Regions from separate parts of the Mus musculus genome. Here region 2 is linked to region 1. The links are chromatin contacts, called in public capture Hi-C maps. All regions are on one chromosome and are shown on one strand. The core of a region is the stretch at or near the end of the contact, and the rest is flanking DNA. Distances in the headings are between cores, read along the strand shown.

Evidence for each region. Capture Hi-C pulls out chosen DNA fragments and counts their contacts.
Region 2: a contact with region 1 is called in a capture Hi-C map of embryonic stem cells, with 4 times the contacts expected there. The contact joins two enhancer-like sites. A contact is called at or near these places in 4 of 484 Hi-C or Micro-C datasets (Th1 cells, bone marrow-derived macrophages, nephron progenitors and 1 more), 6 of 115 datasets of contacts at active chromatin or transcription factors (a beta-TC-6 cell line, embryonic stem cells, fibro-adipogenic progenitors and 1 more) and 1 of 9 other capture datasets (embryonic stem cells).

What each region holds. Positions count from the first base shown.
Region 1 is chr13:97,352,197-97,358,146 of GRCm38.p6, reverse strand. No RefSeq gene overlaps it. Among named protein-coding and RNA genes, the nearest start is that of Gm33447, 21 kb to the left of the region's middle. Within about 2 kb of position 2,471, at least 11 of the 459 cell types and tissues checked have an H3K27ac peak or open chromatin away from gene starts, as enhancers often do. A contact at or near this core is called in embryonic stem cells, where this site is marked.
Region 2 is chr13:97,598,154-97,604,103 of GRCm38.p6, reverse strand. It overlaps Gm34087 (a long non-coding RNA gene), which reads left to right. Exons shown (of 5, transcript XR_873831.2): 5 at 1,416-1,494. Among named protein-coding and RNA genes, the nearest start is that of Gm34087, 22 kb to the left of the region's middle. Within about 2 kb of position 3,818, at least 34 of the 459 cell types and tissues checked have an H3K27ac peak or open chromatin away from gene starts, as enhancers often do. A contact at or near this core is called in embryonic stem cells, where this site is marked.

The sequences.
Region 1 (5,950 bases), core at 1,222-3,721:
CCGATGTCTCATGGTGGGGATCTTGGGCTGCATACGCCTTTATTCCCTGAAGCACCCACTTCTAGAGACAGCTCCCCCTGGTTAGCCAGATGAGCTTCAGCTCTCAGTGTATAGCAGAAATACCTTCAATGCAGGCTTTGGGATTTTCTATTTGTGGGATCTTGAAAAAAAAAAAAAAAATCTTTGATTACCAACTTGTGATTCTGAGAACTGCTCTTTGAGAAACTGCAAACCTCTGTGTTGAGTACACACTAGGCTTTCAGTGGATTGAGTTATAGATGAAAATACCATCAGAGTGATGTTTAGCACAGACCTATTTTTATACAGCGTGTGCTACGTCGACTCTCAGATGTAGTGACAACCAAGAAAGGCAAGCAATTGTCTAAGAGAGGGGGGAAATCCTGGCATGTGGGGAGGCTCTGATTGTGCACTGATGATAAATTAATTTCTGCCACTCACCACTGACTCTTCTAAGTAGAGCTGTGTGGTGCAGCCCTGTCATTAGCTTCTCTGCTGGAGCTAGTGAAATGTTAACTCGTAGATAGCCTCTCCTTGTGGGGCAGCACATCACTTACCTACTTTCCCACTGTTTAATCTCTGTCCCCAAAGATGAACTTCTCACATTCCTTTAAAATGACCTGGCTCTTTGAAGCACAACCACCCATTGCTAAACGCAGCTGTCCAGCTGAGGGATTTATAAGGACCACCCTAACACTCTCAAAGAGTGAAGGAGCTCGCCTGGGGGTGGAACTCAGTGGCAGAGCCCTTGCCTCATGTGCATGAGGCGCTGTGTTCAATCCCAGCCCTGTAATAATAATAATAATAATAATAATAATGGTGATGATGATGATAATTATCAAAGACTGAAGGAGGCAATATGGAATCACTCCAGAGCTTCCTGGCTACTTCTGATTCCTGACCATAGCATAAACGATAAACACAAGTAGACCTCCCAGGAACACTGCTGTCATTCCAGGTCCCGTAGACAGGCTCTGAGCAGATAAATAACCCTACCCAGAGGCATGACTCACACCTAGAAAAATGTCCGAGTTCGTGAATCTGGTTTTCGTTTAATCCTCCCTACCGCAGATGGACATTGTGAGAGAGACAGTGTCTCTTATTGGCCTGGCTCTCACCCGTTGTGCTTGGCTGGCCCACCAGTGAGGCCCGGGGATCTGTCTTTCTCTGCTTCTCCAGGATTGGGATTACAATAACATGCTACAACACTGGTTCCAAAAATCAAACTTAAGTCCTTGTGCTTGGAAGGTGAGCATTTTCCCAACAGAGCCAGCTCTCCGGGCCCTACTGTAGAACACTCTACAATGGTTCTGATACTTCTAAATATTGCATCACGTTGTAGGTAGAATTAATCTTAATATTGGATTAACTGTGTGAGTCACTGTTGTGAACACTCTACATGCATGAGCTCATTAAAATAGTGCAACGTTCCTGTAAGGTAGCCACCAATTCTTCCCGTTCTGTAAATAAGAACAACGAAGCTAAGAGAAAGGGGCCGCATTGTGCAGGGTACATTTACACAGGGTCAGACTTCCATGTGAGCTTTGCCATCGTGTCTCAGTGTACAGTAATGTAACAGGGCTCTCCATCCCAATGCCCTTCTCAAGAGTCAATGCAGGGTCAAAATTTTTACTATAAACACTGTCAAAGTCTTTGTGAAGGCAGGTTCATTTTACAGGAGTACCATGTTCTACATAGATACTGTGATTAGGTTTTTGAATAGAACCATGATAGTAAGTGATATTCAGCATCCTTAGTCCAGGAACATCAATTACCACACGGGACTATTATACAGCCCCAAACACTGACAACTGTCTCCTGGGGACAGACATGGCATGGAATCCTTTGGAGAGATGAATACTGAGTTTTCACTTTAGTCACATGTAAGCCACATAATTTGGTAAACAACCTTCTAACGATGGGAAAGAGCAGGGTTCAGCTTAGCCATAGCTTGACAGGAACACAGGGAAGGTAAGGACCTGCAGTAGTTACATTCACCAGGCACATGAGTGACGGTAGTACTGGGCATTTTAAGTTCGGAGCAAAGACCACAAGCTCTCGTGGCTTGGAATCTGGTGGCAGCTGCAATTTATCAGCCTCTCCAAGCTTCCATCACACAAAGAGGTGGGGCCAACATTCCTCCCTCACACAAAGATGAAAAGAAATAGCTGAAAAGATTGCTGAACACAGGGAAGGTGGCTGTCGGAGTCCTTCTTGTCCGCAGCATTGAACCAAAAGTCAAAGTGAGTTTCAGTCCTGCCTTGCTATGTGACCTTGATCTCTTCCCATCTCTGGACCTCCAGTTTCTTGCTTGTAAGAACAAACATAACCAAACTGACTTTTAGGAAACTTGTCATCTCATACTACGAGGTAGGTGTTGGGAGCAGGTGGTGAGGACCTGATGCGGATGGGCCTGGTGCTGTTTGTATGTTGATGCTAATTCCACTCACCTGGGAGGGATTGCAGACAAGGAGTGAGTCACTGTACTCAGGTGACTTCTAGTGAACCAATTCCCTAATGAATAAAGGAGCCAATCACTGGGTGAGTAGGCGGGACTTCCGGGTTGAATGGAGGAAGAGAGGAAGCAGAAGAGAGTTAGGTCCTTTTGGACGGGGATAGCATGAGGACAAGATGTAGCTATGAGTGTCTCCGGATGATTTAGATTTAATAAGGCTTACAAGATTAGGATTTTAATTGTTGTGCCCAGTGATTAAGTTATTATTGTTTCTGAACTAAGTTTGTGTTGTGTTTTCCTTCACATAGTGGCTCATCTGGGTTCAAGAGAGAAAGGTACAGCGGCAAAGCGTGGGTTTGCCTGATGTGCACCACAAAGGCCATGGGAGATTTGAAGCACAGGGTTGGCGTCGTAGCAACCTGCCTGTAGGAACTGAGTGAGCTGGGTGGAGAGATCTTGGAGCACTGAGTCAGAGTCTCCATGAGATAAAAACAGGTCAGCCATTTTCCTCAAGTGTGTGGCCGACCAGCCCGCGGGGTCAGAGAGTAGCAGGGTGCAACATGGGAATGTGATGGTTCTTTTTTTAATATTTCCCACAACAAGGACCAGGAACCTGTGTAAAAAGGCAAAAACATGGGAAAGCAAAAGGCCATCGTGGGCAGACACGATCCAGGTCACTTGGCTGCAGCAATCTCAAAGAACACTCTCCTGGAATAACTACAGGCAGTTTCCTCCCCAGTGAAGACAGAAGCCTGAGTCTACCTTCCCTTGCCTGAATCAACTCCTGCCCAGGTCCCACATCCTCACCCGGGTATCCACTCTCCTCCAGGCTTCTTTACTTTCTTTCAGAAAGTACCTCTTTCTCCTCTACATTGCCCGCCTCCCCTTAGCACAGCCAGTGCCCTCTGAGGATACTGAAAGGGTTAAGTGCTGTAAAATGCTTTACTCGGTGGTGGACACGGTGAGCACACTAAGGTTGTCACTTTCTGAGAAGCTGCCCTGCCCACACAAGAGGTTTTCACAAGCTCTTTCCTTGTTTAGATATGGTTAACAAATCAGAGAGGCTCAGGGCCACGGGGCTCAGGAATGTGTCTCTGTTCTAGTCCAGTCCCCAAATGCAGTAAATTCATTAATGCCATAATATGACAGTTACTGATGCATTTCTCTCAGCAACATCCTCCACAACCGTGGTGGCTGCACCAGGCCGAGGGCAGCCGCCATTGCAGGAGGACACCTCACAGTCTGGCATCGTGTGATTGTAGCCAACCACGGCCTCTGTGCAGGCACTCACCAACTTCTTCTAGTTTGTCCATAAGGGGAAGAGTCTGAGATGGCGAGGTATGGAGGGCAGAGAAGAGCAAGGCCCCACTCACTGCAGATCGTTGAGGGCAAACAGCAGCATAGCCCTGGGCCAGGCAAGGCTTCTGCTGCAGGAAAAGGGGCAGCCACTCAAACCTCTGACTCTGCGCTGGTCAGGAGATATCTCGCCATGCAGGCAGTTGTGTCTGTCTTGTTGGAGGGGAAGGCAGTGTGTGCTGAAGAGGTGAGATGGTTTATCCAGCAATCCAGAGTTAGGGAGAAAGATCTTCAGACCCAAGCCCTGCACCTCCACTCAGAGCACCCTTCCCAGTCTCCCTGTACTAGCCCAGTCTCTGTGGCAAACACAGGGAACATGCACTCAGGGCTTCAGGTTCCTGACGTATGAAGAAAGGCAGGCTGGGAGCAGGTGCTTTACTGAGTACTGCGTCTACTTCCTTTCTAAAGAGAAACACTACCTGTGAGCACACTGCCTTGTGTTCCTTAGGTCCTCCATTTTCAGAGGAAAATGCTAAGCAAGCCTGTTTGAGGGTGACGGATCATTGTCCTCTGTGGTCTCTTGTCAAGAATTGCCTGGTGTGAGGAAGAGGAGCGGGCAACAAGGAGGAAGTTGAACCAACAGCACTTCCCATGTCCCATGTCCCATGTGCTGCACAGCCACGACTTCATTTCGTCCTTGCAACTCTATGAGGGAGATGTTCGTAACCTCCATTGGACAGATGACGATATGGGGACACAGGCAAGTGGTTTGATCGGGTGTACCTGATTACACGTGAAATTTTGGCAGGCTACTTAACACTCCAACTGGCACTCATATTTACTTACACAGCCCATTTCTAGGAGCTTCTGTATTCATCATCAGCAAAAGAAACTGACTAAACTGACTTTAACCTCCAAGAGCAAAACATGGATGACAAATTTGCAACCCACTCTCTCGTTGCCCAGTGACTGCTTCACAAGTGGCTCCCGGAGAAACCCTTTTTTTCCATTGCTACTGCCGCAAAGGCACTGCTAAACCATGAGCCCTTTCCACTCTGAACAAAGCTAACAGGAAACTTTACTCATCTACCAAGATTCTACCAAAGTTCCCTTCTGAGCCTCTGGGCACTTAGTGCTTCATTAGTAGCTTCTTGAACATTTGAAGAAGATACTAAGTATACGATTTTTAAGGAGAAAGTCCAGAGAGCCAATAGGGGAAAATGTCTCCTTGCTAGTTTTCCTTCTATAAGCAGGTGCTGGGTACTGAGTCTCTTCAAAAGAACTGCTAAATTTACTCCTCAAAACCCAAGGCCACAGGGAGGACCTTTAACTCTTACCCTGAACACAAACTGCAGTGTTAAAAGAACTGCTCCCGCGTTAGGGTTCTGATTTGGACGCCAGCTGTGTTTTCAGACCATCTAGAAAGAGAAGGTGCCTCTCCTGGTCCCAGAGCCCCTGGCCCAGTCAGTGATGCGCACTGCCATGCCTCTGCTTCCCCATCAGAGGGAAGCCTGCAGACTTGGAGACTCATTTCTGATGAGAGAACCTGTCACTGACAAGGAAAAGAGAAGGTGGCTTTTATTGAAGTGACACTCCTTCATGAGCAAGACACAAAAGGTCATAAATTATAAGCCTTCTGTCACCACACACACATACATACACACACAGAGAGTTGCATATGCACCCCACTATATTCTGGGCCTTTGAAAAGTCCTGCCCTGGTGTTTTCTGGTGCGGAAAGGATGTGGCTGCACCTGAAGGCAGCACTAGCGTTCATTGTCACTGCAGAAGCTACATAGGCTCCTAAGCCCAGGATTCAAGAATTGGTGCCATCTTGGTTCTCACCCCTGAAAACAAATATCAACCTAGAAGGCAGGAGGCAGCTTCCACATGAACAGTGACATTCCTGCCCCGTGGGCTTCTGTGTTCTACTAGGGACATAATGTTTGTGGCCGTGGGCCACTGACAATCAAAGGGAAGTGTTCTATATCCAATAGCCTGCTCTCTCTGAGAAATGTGGATACCTTGTCAAGAAGAAACGACTCAGGAGGCTGCTGCTTCACAAGGGCTGGGCTCACAGGGCCCGTCCTCTCCTCCTGCTTGTATTTGGCAGGACCCGAAGTCTTAATTGATTGTTTTAAAAGAGCCACCTGGGCAGACTTGTCCTTTCCTGTACGAGCC
Region 2 (5,950 bases), core at 2,569-5,068, 240 kb before region 1:
AATTAGCCTAACTCTACTAAAGCATCCCACTATATGATCTAACTGTATAATCACAACTTCAAATTATGAATTTCCTTTGATTGTCTCCTAACTACAGACTTAAAATGTTTCTCATGCTAAATCTATGCTATCGGCTATCATAGTTACAAATTTAAGTTTCTATTGGTTGTCAGTTAACTATAGACTTAAGGTGTTTCTTATGCTAAGCTATATGATCAACTATCAGATTTTCAAGTTTCCTTTCATTGTCTTTTAAATGTAAATTTTAAAATGTTTCTCATCATGCTACCTTTATGTATATTCAATCTCCTAGACAAAAGGAAGAAGCCCTTGTTCCTCCAGCTCCCCCTAAAGGCTTTTGTCTTCCCTAAGCTCACCTTAGGAAACCTGCGGCTAACAAATTTATCTCTTTTGTAAACTTATAAGCTCCAGGAAACCCACTCAGACCTACCTCTCATGGACCAAATAGACTCCATCCAGATATGAACATCCACCAACTAATAGTCTGAGTTTCTACCTGTTACCTATTCCAGAGGGTGGCATTTCCCTCCTGTTCCCTGGTTTGGGGACTCCCCTCATCTCAACCACCAAGACCTAAGGGTTTCAAATGTACACCTAAGAAAAGTTTTTTCTCCCAAATCTACTTAACTTTATTTTCTTTGTGTGTGTGCGTGTGCGTGTGTGTTTAAGCATCTTAGCAAGTACAGCTTTAAAAATCTACATCCAGGACAGCTCCTGAGAAGCAAGCCACAGATGCTCCAGCCTGCTCTCACAGACACAGACGCTTCTACTGGACCTGCACCTTCCTACCTAAAAATGGTTCCACAGATCTTAGACAGCAAGGAAGCAGCTAACTCTCCTAAGACTGGACCAGCACCCCCACTCCCATTTTCTTAGGTTCCCCAGAGACATGTCACCCCAAAGTCAGCAAGAAGTAGCTAAAGATCACAATGACCCTATTCCTGTTTCACCACCACTTCTTTCTAGATTCTCCTTTTTAAATTAAACTAAAATGGAGGAATGCTGGCATTCCTTGTACGATCCGGCCCAACAGTTACCTAGCAACAACCACATAGGCCTGGCTTGCTATAAAAGGGACTGTTTGGCCTCTCCCTCAATGTCTAACTCTATCTGCCCTTCTGCCCCTTTTCTCTCTCTGATCTCTCTCTCTCTCTCTCTCTCTCTCTCTCTCTCTCTCTCTCTCTCTCTCTGCCTCTACTCCTGTCTCAACTCCCCTTCCCACACCCCCAAATAAACTCTATTGTATACTAAACCCATTATATGACTGGTACGATGCTTCAGCATGGGCCCACTGAGTTACCTCCTCCCACGGCACCATACTGTGCCCTACAGAACATATTCTTGGTTTTATAAAACACATCAATACCCATCAATTATCTCTTTCTTTTTTTCAGATGTGGTGAGATAATACAAATGGATGGATAGCATGATTCTTCAGTCCTCATGTGTAAATAAATTCTAGTATAGCTGCCACTGTTGTGCAGATTGGGACTGGGCACGATCAGCGTTATGATGGGAGTAAACACAAAAAAGGTGAAACCCCTTCCCGTGCTCTGTTCTTCCATCTCCAGCCCCAAAGGGTCATGGAGTCTGCCTCCGTCCAGCTGAATGGCAGCATCCTTCCATGGGTAAGGGCTTCCTGGAACATTTGCTGACCCTCTGGGACATGTCTGACCCTCTGCTCCCTGCTCAGGACTTTGGGGACAGAACACATGTGTCTATTTCTTTCTTGATTCTGCGTCTATTTTTAGAGTCCTAGATAACTACCAAAGTGCAGTTTTGTGCCTCCCTCCCTCCTATCACCTGCTCTTGTGTTTTGTGGCACAAAGGATGCACTATAGGCTCAAGCAAGCTCCACCCCCACCCCTGAGGACAGAAGGCATAGGGAAACACGTCAAAGCACAACAAGTGACCATGGCTGCACCTTACTTGAAGGGAGTTCCCAAGGAGAATCATTTGCCCAGCCAAGGACTCTCTGGACTCACCAGAACACTTTTTATTTAGCGCAGTGAGACCAGGTACCGGTATCCTTCAAAAGCTCCTTAGACATTCTGAAATTCAGAAAGACCCAAAAGAATCAAATGAGCACCCACTTTCTGGAACTCCAGGCTTGCCTCATTGCAGGACTAAGACCAGGAATCCAGCTGAGTCTGACTTGCAGCCACAAGGGACTTTTCCCAGTGTGATGCCCTTAGTTAAGGAGGTGGGGCAGAGGGGTTGAAGGGGAGGGTATCAGGACCACAACAAATGGAGAAAGGAGAGAATTTCTTTGGTAATAAGGCTGGCCCCACCATTCTCGGGCTCCCAAGTGACCTGGACCTTCAGGGGTGCCTATAAATCAGATTGTATAAGCCAGGGCTTGCTTGTGTGTTATACATTACCATAATTTTTTTTTATTTTAGTAAAAAAAACTCTGGCTTTTTTTTTTCAAGTCACAGGACTCCAGCCCTCCTGGCAGGTCCTAAGTGAAACAAATTACTTCTAGAGAGTAAGCTCTATACCCTGGCCTCCTCCCTCATTGAACCCGCAGCTGCCTCTTTGTAAGCCTAAGACTATTGTAAGCTATTGCCCTAGGGGCAACCAAGGGGCTGTGTCTCCCTGCAGGTGTGCCAGGAAGACAGCGGGAGTCTGTAGGAAGCAGAGGTTGGTTGGACCTAGAAGCTGATTCAAGCTACATTATTACAAAAAGTTATTAAGCGATATTCAGTTACAGGATCCTGGGCTAAACAAAGAATGAGGCCCGGGGCAGCCAAAAACCATATGGACCTGGAGGTTGCACACACCTGCATGGGAGCGGGCAGGCCCAGTTAGAAGCCGTCATCAATTCTAGGAAAGCCATAAAGTTTGGACTTGCTTCATGGCACTTTCTAATTAACTGTGTGGTGAGTTTTCTCCACTTTCCTATAAAAGCCGGTGCCCCTCCTCCACCCCTCTCTCTACCTTGTCTCTCTCCCTCATGTCCCAAGACACCTGGGGAAAAGTTTCCCAGGGAAGCTCTCCAGTGGGCCTCAGACCATGGAAGACACTCTAAGCAGGAAGATGGCACTCGTTCTTGTGTGGAGAGAAAAAAAAGAATAGAACAGGCTCTTTGAAAGGCTCTCAAGAGAATCATCCAAAACAAGGAGCCAGCACGGCCTCCCTTAAAGAAGAGGGAGAAGCTACAAGTCACTTGAGCTGATGAAGGGAAGAACATTGGTTTAGCCAATTCTACTTACCCAACAGACTGGATAAACAGAAAGGAGAAAGATGAGTCTTAATTCTGCGGTGATATGCAAGAAGATATAGCATCTAGTGTTTAGGTTCTTTGCAAAGCAGATGCCTTGGTGGATGTCTGCTATAATTTTCATACTGGTAAATCCGTGTGCTCGTGTGACTCTGAGCACCCTACGGTGGCAAAATCCCAAGGCAGCTTAGTCTCCAGGGCTTTCTGGAGAATTGTGTTGATGCATTTAGAACATCTGCATAATGCACACTTACACTATGGACCACGAAGTCACATTCAGAAGGCAGAACTCATCTCTCACCATTGCTCATCTGCAAAAAGAGGAGGAAAAATGCAAAGTATTTCTGATGAGGCAGAGGTTTCCCTTGGCCTCTTACCTGGCTGGGCTGACGATTTCTCCATCTGGTGCTGACAGCAACTTTGGCTGGTGCTGAGGTGGGGCCTGGCCCGGCTTGCTCCCTTTGACCTCCACAGTGCAAATCTCTTGAAACGATAAAGGAGCCGAGTGTGAGGCAAGGCCTCGAGCCTGGGCGGATGAATGTGCCCTACAGCTTCTCGGAGCACAGCAGGGAGATGTCTGAACAAAGCATGGAGACCTGCACTGAGGCCCTGGTGGGCTGTTCCAAGACTGCACTCCAGGATCCACCTAGACCTAGCCATTTGGTCCTGGCTATTGAAACAGAAAGGCCTATTGCTCCAGGCCATGCTGTGCTTTTGCAAAAGAGTTGCCTTGTGAGAACTCAGAATATTACTATTGGTCAGCTTGTAGATGCATGTCTGCCTTCAGATTGGTATAAAGCAACAGCCCTCAACCTGTGGGTCACAGTCCCCTTGGGGATTGAATGAGCCTTTCACAGGGGCTTAAGACCATCTGCATATCAGATATTTACATGATGATTCATAACAGCATCAGCATTACAGTTATGAAGTAGCAACAAAAATAATTTTATAGTTGGGGATCACCACCACATGAGGAACTGTATTAAAGAGGAAGACCACTGGTATGAAGCAATGGTTGAGGACCAGTTATGTCTGTGTCTGTCTTTTAAAATTCAAGAGACTGCAAAGTAGGACCACTCATGCTAGAGCTAAGAAACAGGTTTTCTTTTCTCTTTCCTTTCTTCTCCTCCTCCTTCTCTTCCCCTTCTCTTCCTCTTCCTCCTCTTCCTCTTCCTCTTCCTCTTCCTCTTCCTCTTCCTCTTCCTCTTCCTCTTCTTCTTCTTCTTCTTCTTCTTCTTCTTCTTCTTCTTCTTCTTCTTCTTCTTGTCTTTTTTTTATGATGGGTTCTCACTCTCTTGCTCAGGCTGGCCTTGTACTCATGTTCTTCCTGCTTCCGTTTTCTGAATGTCAGCATGATTTTAAGAGCCAGCGTGCCCACTGGGTCTGTGCTTTTGTTATCATTCTGAATGTGAGAAGAGAATTCAGACTTGCAAGAAGGGGTTGGCACACTCAAGGGGACAGAGTGTGGGAATTGTCAGGAGAAAGTCCCCACCTCCATGTGCTCTGAAGGATGTGAGGCAAGCTTACACAATATCTCATATTCCAGTCCCAGAAGGGAGGCGGTCACACTGTGTAATATTTCCAGTTACGTTCAAGAAACAGCCTGGAATGATCAGAGCCATAACTCTTGACTGCAGCAAATGGAAGGGTGGGGTGAAGGGAACCACGCAAGAGTAATTAGGCAGCCGGTGACCGTGGCTCTGAACCTGCTGGCCCTGCTAAACAGAACATAAATTTTTTTAAGGGCTACAGTGGGCTCTGTGCAGCACAACTTTGATATCTGAGATGCAATTAGACTTTGCCCTTATGAGGAATCAACTAAAAGCTTGCAAAATACCCCTGTTACTCTGGCGTGTTGTTTTCCCAGGCCAGTGTGCACACTGCTTCCTTGTGGCCCCCACAGTGCGTGACAGTCATTTGTGGGTCTTCTCTGGAGGCATCGGCCTCCTGGTACACCAGGGACTCCATACAGACAGTGAAAATAATTTGACCACTTGCTGCTTCCCAGTCACTCAAGGGTGATATTGAATCTGGAGCAGTTAAGACTCCCTAGAGAAATGAAGCGGAGAGATAAAAGTCTTTGCTAGGCCCTACAGGATTCTCTGCTTTCAAGCATCTTGGTGTTTTAGAAGCCTCTCCTTTGCTCCTGTTTCATGACATTTATCTTAGTGTTTGAGCAGACACGTGGAAGATACGATCTGCATGGGGATTTCCGCTGGAAGCAAGTCCAAAGCAGCGGCGGCGCCTGCATTCCCAGAATACACTGTTCTCTTTTGCCCTTTCTTCAGATCATCCCAGACTGGAACATCTTGCTGCTGAGCATCAGGAAGGAAAGGAGGAAGAAAGATTGAAGTGGGGAGGGTGGAGAGAGAAAGAGGAAGGGAGGGAGGGCTAGGAGATCCATATGTAAGACAAGATAAATGTTACTTATTTATGCCTCGTCTTTATTCCTTGTCAAATGGAGATCGCATCCAAAACTCAGCCACAGCAAGTCCTATAGGAGAAGGAAGCAGTGTCAGTTCTCAGGACCAGGGCAGCTTTGGCATCTAAAAAATGCTTCTATCCTCTAGCTAAAGTGCCTGGCTCCCCATTACCAAACACCTAGCTTCTAACTATTCCAACAAAACTGATTTTCAAGGTTTCCGTGAACCTTCCATCCACAGATGGGAGAGGTAACTGGTTAGGAGCACAGGCTCTCAAGCCGGC